Regions from separate parts of the Cyprinus carpio genome. Here region 2 is linked to region 1. Evidence: chromatin contacts called from public Hi-C data. All regions are on one chromosome and are shown on one strand. The core of a region is the stretch at or near the end of the contact, and the rest is flanking DNA. Distances in the headings are between cores, read along the strand shown.

Region 1 (4,020 bases), core at 642-3,141:
ATGCATTTTACAAAATGCCTGCTGTCGGATATCAAACCATATGTTGTCAATCATAATATACTCACTAAATTGAGTAGTTTAATCCATTTGTATTATAGTTATTTTTACAATTCCCTAACAATAAATAGATCATACCAGTGACGTCAACTAAAAGCTTCATATGAAATTGTGAGCTAAATGAGAACATTTCTGATAACTGAAAAGAAACAGTGGACTTAACATGGGCTTTTTTCATAGATCTTTAGAAAATAGGAAGGAGGAAGTGATGTCATCAGTGTGATTTTTATTTCAAACAGTAATGTTTTTTTTGTCAAATGGCACCAGTGACACAACCTCAGAGGACCACTGTTTTCATTATATATGTTAGAATATTTATTCAGCATTTTGTTTTATTATGACATTTATATAACATATTTGATAACTATGAATACATTATTGTATTTTAAATGGTAGAAAAAACTGTTTTTGACTGCAAAATAAAGCACTTTCCCTCTGTACATGGCTGTGGGGACGAGTTTTGTGGTTCTTGGAATTCTTTATAATTAATTAAAAACAAATATTGCCACATTGATGGTTCAAGAAGGTCTAATTGTTCAAATAACATTTGAGAATGTTTAGTTATTTGTTAAGATGTAAAAATACTAAATAAGATTTGAGAATGTTTAGTTATTTGTAAACAAGATGTAACCCTAATGTGTTTTTCAATTGTAATATTTCTGTAAAGGCTAGGGACAGAAAAATGGACGTTTCTGTAGAATGACCCATCCACGTTTTCTTCATTAACATATACATTTAGGGCGCAGAATAAGAAACTGTGACGCAGCATCAATCCTATAGCTCCTGTTTGAAAGGCACACAGGTGTCTTCTCATTAATATTCATGACTCAGGTGTAACTTTACCGTATTTGGTGGAGATCTTTTCTGTCTTTGTCGCATCCATAGGCTTTAAACTCAGAAAGCTGGCGACCTCGTTGAACGCCTCGACTGTGTTTCGCCCCAAGCCTTTGAAAATCTAAGAGTTTAAAACGACAGTTACATTATAACGAGTCGGTAATAATCAGCGCAGAGTTAGCTGTGAAGCGAGTCATACTGTAGCACGCCGCAGCTCTCACTGGCGTCACGTTGCGCCCGGTGTTCTTCCCACGTGACGCTTTCTTAACGATCATCATTGAGAAACTATAACGTTACTACTAATCTCACAAACCCGATCTTCATCCAGACTTTAATTAGCTGCGGTCGTTAAAGTGGGCGTGGTCCACAAATTAACAGCTGAGCGCTCGATGAACGTAACCAGGCAACGTGAGTATAATCAGAGTCCCTTTAATGGTATAATGTATCAGTCCTAATATTGATCTATATATGTTATATATTATATTTCAGTGGATATAATACATGTTAAGCCTTGAGGTAACAAATCGCTTAGCTGTCATAAAATGATAATAGAGCTGGGAAACCTTCTTTCTTTCTTTATTAGCCCATCTGTTATTAAATAATTATATAATATAAACTGAAACGCTTACAGATATCATGTGAATAAATTTGCAAAGCAGTAATTGAAACAAATAATTGTGCGTAAGTTACTAAACACTGGTGACGTAGCTGTGAAACACAATGATGTCGTCATATCCAGAGACCTTGTTTGTTCATGTAATGCATGGATTCCCAAACACTTTTTTGTCACTCAAACCCCTTAAAATAAAATATTTACTTGAAATATCTCTGAGGAAGTTAATGTTCCGGTTATTTAAAATATCTTTTTATACTAAACAATGCCCTGGAGATGAGATTTCACACTGACTTCTGCTTCTTAAAGCATCACGGTCTCAGATGAAGCACATTAATAATATCATGTGAACAGCCTCACCAAGTGAAATTATTTCAATTTTATCATTTATATACCTGATTACATTTCATCTGATATTTGTTTGCGTGACGCATGTGATGGTCAAAATTGCAATGATTTTATTTCACCTCACTAAACTGACACTGTAATTACACTAACAGTAAACCAGTATGTACAGTACATCCAATAAATACATTCCAATAACTTCTTTTGTCTGTATACCAAAATGAATGGTTTATTCTGATCATTTGTGACTGGACACCACATCAGTCTCCAGCATTCACACAGGCTGAGGAGTAGAAAAGGAAAACAAACAGAGCTAAACCCAAAGCGACCACACACGGGCCGTCCACACGGAACGAGACGCACCTCTTACAACCAAACACTGCTTAACAGTGACTCGACGCTCCTCGGACATACAGCGCAGCTCATGCCTCCACCTCGGGGAAAGTTCAGGTTCCTCCGTTTCAGTGCTTCTTCACCAAAATCTGCTCGTTAGAAACTTCACTTGAGAAGTTAAGTCTGTGTAACAAATCTTCAGTGCCAATAAACTCTCCACATAGAACAGAACAGAAAAAAGTCTGCACTAAACCAGTCCACCGCGCTTTATAATACTGTCCGCATTCTTCTCAGGAGACTGGAACTGTGGACATTAAAAAAAGCGACAAAGACCAGGTTCTCGTCCTATATCTATAACATGGTTTTTCCTGTTTGAAGAAACAAAAAAAGGGAGATTGGATCTCTGTGTATCCAAAACAAAGAAAGAAACAAGCCACCGACAGCAAGAGAACTGAACTGGGCAGCCTGCGTCACCAAATTGAATGTTCTTTTATTTTATTTTTTTTAATATCTGAACTCTGAGGCATATTAGAGGCGTGAGAGAGGCTGGTGCGGACACAGAAGAGGGCCGAGCGAGTTTAGTCGATGTCCATTTCGGGAAGCTTGGCCTCTGTGGTTTCTGGGGCGGCTTGGCCCTTCTCTGGGTTGGCCGTTTGGGCCTCTGGACCCTCCTGTCCGTTCACAGGGCCGTTCTGTTCGGCTGCCATCTCCTCCTTTGGAGGCTCCACTTTGGGCTTGGGTTTGGTGACGATGTGATTGCAAGCAGAATACAGCTCCTGTGTAATGATGAAGATCTAGTTAGAAGACTCAGTTCTCAAGAGCACATACATGGGTCTAAACCTGCTGAGGGGTAATAATGAAACAACAGGTTTAACAAGTGATTTCACTTATTTGCAGGATCTGCATTTTCATGGGTTTAAATAAAAGATGTTTGTTTTAAGAGACAATAAAGACAAAACCACTCATTACCTGGTAAAAATTAACTTGATTTACAAAAGCTTGCAAAAGTAAATGTTACAGAACGTAACATTTTTGACAAGCCAAACATTGTCAGTGAAGTCATGAATTCTGTAAAATATGTATAACGAACTACACAAAAAGCATTCTGAACGTCTCCAACATGTTTTATAATATGCATATTCTCATCCCTTACACACATCATCACGTCCATCATACGCATGCAAATGCGGGAGAGCAGGAAAGAGCGGTATAGTTTCGCATTCCGCAGCGTTCCAAATTTCAAGTTTGGTGAACTGTGATCTGTGAACTCGTATCAGGTTGATTCGTCATAGCATGACCTCGTAGCTGAATTAAAAGAAGAGAAATGTAAAACTGCAGCAGTGCAGTTTAAGTGTTTAAAAGGAAGCTGCAGAGCGTGGCATCATATCATCACGTCTGAAGAAACGTTGCACGCTCAGAGTCCAGCGTGACCGCAGCTTTAGGCTGGTTGCCGGTTGGAATGTTAGAACTAAAAACATCGAGATTAAACTCACAAGATTAAAAACATTGAGATTAAACTTCACTGACTATATGTATGTGCATATTGCATATTTTCACCTGTTGAAGTCTGTATGGTTATATGTTAACTGTTTCTGCAATTTCTGGAGCATGCTCCCAAGAATTTCACTCACCAAGGTACATGTGCTGTGGTGATGTGACAATAAAAGTGACTTGACTTGACCTGACACAAGCATCAATCACTTCACTAAATACCTGCAGCTGGCTAAGAAATAAATAATTACTACATTATGATCCATATGTTTTCAAAACCACAGATTTGAATATAATGACATCAATGTTTGTCAAAAAAAAAGTGCATAATACACGGTAGTATTTCC
Region 2 (3,574 bases), core at 757-3,256, 66 kb after region 1:
CACATCAACAAAAATCCAGTGATGTGATTTTAATATGGTACGTGTGTGTGTGTGTGTGTGTGTGTGTGTGTGTGTATATCCAACAGTTCCTTTTAATTCCTTCACATCCAAAAAATTCTTCCCCAATTTCTTCTTTTAACATTTTAGTTCTGTTGCTTCATTTCCAGTGTTTTTTTTTTGCTTTAGTAGCTGAAAACAGTGTCATAACCTCAAATTTAAGTAATTTAATCTTTATTAATTTATTCAGTGTTTTTACAAACCAATCAGAGGACATGTACCATCTCTTCAGCTGATCAAACTGTGTTTATTTGCAAGTCAAATTTGAGAGGAACAAATGCAAATGTTAGTGTATGCTGTTGGTTGTCTTCTTGGTCTCGTAAAGTTGCAATAGTTCTATGACTTCACCTTTGCTTAGTTGCATGATTGTCTGCGATCTTAAGGTCACTGAACAGGAATCCAGAAAGGAATGTTTGAACTGTCAGAACATTAAGGTTATTTCTTCATCTGAACTAATAAAGGCTTGCCAACAGTAAAGAGAAAACCCACAATATCCAAACTATATTTAACCCCAACATCAAATAAACAGTAAAGGAATTTTAATTTGCTCAATAAAGATGAAAAGTTTTATGCAAAAGTAATTGTCATTACAAAAAAAGTGTCCTACATATTCCAGCATAGATACAATTTAGCTCAACAAATAATATTATATTTACTTAAAAAGTTTAGAAAATGTAAAAAAAATAAATTATTACGTTATTGTCATGATTGTCATGAAAATACACTCAGTCAATCAATCAATCTTAAAGGTCCTAAAATAAGCTTCACTTTCTTTTTGTGAAACTGTGTTATTTTAATATCATTGGGATACTATTATATTTTTTATTCATATTTTGAATGGTTTTTATTTTTATATCTTCTGTTTTCATTTTCATTTTAGGTAGCATTTTAGTAATTTTGTTTCTTTTAGTAGTTTTTTTTAATGTCTATAATTTTTTATACATTTCTATTTATTTATTTCAGTACATCAAGTAAAGCTAAATTTAAAATGAGAAATGTTGCATTGGCAGTTAGCTGAAATAAAAATATTTTATTTCATCTCAGTTAAAGTGATGATGATTTTTTTTTTTAATAGTTATCATTTTCGTTTTAATTTCAGTAAACTATAATAACCCTTTATAGAGGTAAAAGACCCTGATTTTGTAAGGTTCATCCTCTTGAAGTTCTCATACTCTTCTGTGTGGACATCAGACTGGTGACATGCTGAGAAAGATGAGTGATTTTTGTTTGCGTGTTTTGTGGCTGATATAATTAATTAAACCTAATAATCGAAAGCCTTTAAAAAGACTATAAAGTTACCTGGTGTCTGAATGACCTAATCTCCATAGTTTTGTATTTATTGTAGACATATTCAGTTCTGTGTGGATCATGTATAATTAGTAGTGAGCTGAATTGTTTGTTTCTGAGTTTGATTGACAGGTGAGTGTCACCTGATAGCACCTCCACCTGGCTTGGCCTCTCAGAGACTGTAATGTGAGAATTTCAGCAATTTCCACTCCCCGGATAGGATTACTTATCTGTTTCCAGATTATTTTCCAACTGAGTTGCAAAAGGAGAAAAGTGCACCTGGCAGTGTTTTGTCTTCAGCGATCTTGAAATGATTAACAAGCCTGGGGGTTTTGAAAAACATTTGGCATTGCCATTCGGTGACTTGTTTTCGTTGAGTTCCTCTGTGAGGCTTACATATTATGTAAGGGAGGATAAAAATGAAACTTTGTCCTTATGGGCTGTAAACAGAGCGTTTCTGTGTAATCGAGCGAGTGCAGTTCATCTGTCACGTAATGTGACGAGTCCCAGTCAGCACAGGTCCTGTCAGAAACACATTAGCTACTGAAGTTGAATCGTCAGAGAAAGTCGTGCCATGAATGTTAACAACCTGAGTCAATGTGACATAATACCATATGTGCTTGCATTGCATGTGTAAGTTTATCTCGCACATTCCCATCCCATGTAATCACTTTACCACTGATAAGGGCTCAATAAGAGTGCTGTTAGCTAGTTGTCATGAGGTTACATGAAAAGTGACGATGCACATCCATGCATCTGTCATTGACTTGCCAGCCTAAGTTTTATCATTCATCATTTATTTTGATTCAGCATTGCAGAAATAGTGATAATAAATGGGTATTAATGTTTTTTATAATTTCATTTTTTTTAAATGAAATTATACTATAAATATGAAACTAAAAGCACCAGTAGGTCTTAGTGAGTGAGTCATTCATTCAACCGATTCATTCAGATACGAAGCAAGTGTTTTGCTTTTAGAATGGTTCACTGAATCATTGGCTCATTCGATTCGTTAAAAAAACGCAGATTCATGCAGTATTGAAAAAGTTCTGCTGTCCCTTAATTTGGATCTATTTGCGTCCGCGAAATTGAGCAAAACAGACATTGCTGACAAAATTGTCTAAAACCCTATTAACGTTGTTTATTGAACGGTGAAATTAGTATCACATTTGCAATCGTGGAAAATCTGGAAAAGACAAAACTATTGCACGTGTGATATTGCTAAAATAATATCATATGATGTAAATATAAGACACAAACCCACACGGGGCATTTTTGCCCTCAAATCTTGAATTTGTGGCATATAACTGCATTCTCACAGGCTTCATCACTCGGTCAGTCGGCGTCCATATGCAGCCATGTGATTGTAGTTTTTACAGGTAAATGGTGTTTTTAAAACCTCCTTAACACTAATGTACAGACTCATAGTTTTATTGCTTAAATTTTAGGGATGTAAGATGCATGCAGAGATGGCTAAAAATCAATAAATATATATGTGACGATTGAAGTTGGTTGAGATGTTAAACGAATCTCGATACAGTTGGTAATGGGGGTTTATATGAATGTGTCTCTGAGGGTCTTCAGAAAACTTTAGATGGTTTTCTTCTCATCTTGTCTCTGTATGATGCATATTAAAGCAGTGTTTATTAGCGCAGTGCTGCTTTGTTCCATGAGCTCCACCTGCTGTCAGGGAGTGAATCTGCATCTCATTCAGTACGTCTGCTGTTTTGGTTTCATTCAGATCTGTTTTATGTAGTATAGTTTCACAAAGCTAATGTCAGACCTTTCTGGTTGAAATTATACAATCTAATTTAAATCAGAAACTGCTCATGTTGCATGCATGCAGCATCTTTGTTTGGATCGTGAGTAAAATGCAGTGGTTGACTCTAATTTTAAATGGAAAGGCAACAGACAAAGCCTTAGTTTGTTTATATGAAGAGATTTCATTTATTTTTTGTGTTATTTATTTGATTTGGGATTTGTTTTAATATTTCTATGTAGTTTTGTTATTATTCATATTTCAATTTCACAAAAAAATCTGAAGCATTTTGTCTGTGAAATAGTAAAAGGACTCCTTTTGATTTATAATTTGTCTTAAATCTCATTGTGTAAAAAATCGTGAGCAAATCTTATCATATCACATCGTGAGTTGAGGGAATCGTAACATCCCTATTAAATGATAAAACTCTTGACAATCTCACTATGATAAAACACGCCAGTGCTCAATAAT

Evidence for each region. A called contact is a pair of places that touch in the nucleus more often than the background predicts.
Region 2: a contact with region 1 is called in a Hi-C map of red blood cells, with 3 times the contacts expected there. The contact joins the enhancer-like site here to the promoter of LOC109080287 in region 1. A contact is called at or near these places in 2 of 8 Hi-C or Micro-C datasets (liver and red blood cells).

The regions. Positions count from the first base shown.
Region 1 is chrA21:20,492,552-20,496,571 of ASM1834038v1, forward strand. It overlaps LOC109080287, which reads right to left and starts at 1,892. Exons shown (of 11, transcript XM_042711246.1): 1 at 1,091-1,892; 2 at 901-1,012. The coding sequence starts at 1,169. It overlaps hspa4a (heat shock 70 kDa protein 4a), which reads right to left. Exons shown (of 19, transcript XM_042711242.1): 19 at 2,690-2,958. The coding sequence ends at 2,761.
Region 2 is chrA21:20,558,450-20,562,023 of ASM1834038v1, forward strand. All of the region lies in intron 1 of LOC109061326 (protein Shroom1-like), which reads left to right. Among protein-coding and RNA genes, the nearest start is that of LOC109061326, 6.1 kb to the left of the region's middle. Within about 2 kb of position 2,007, at least 1 of the 8 cell types and tissues checked has an H3K27ac peak or open chromatin away from gene starts, as enhancers often do. A contact at or near this core is called in liver, where this site is marked.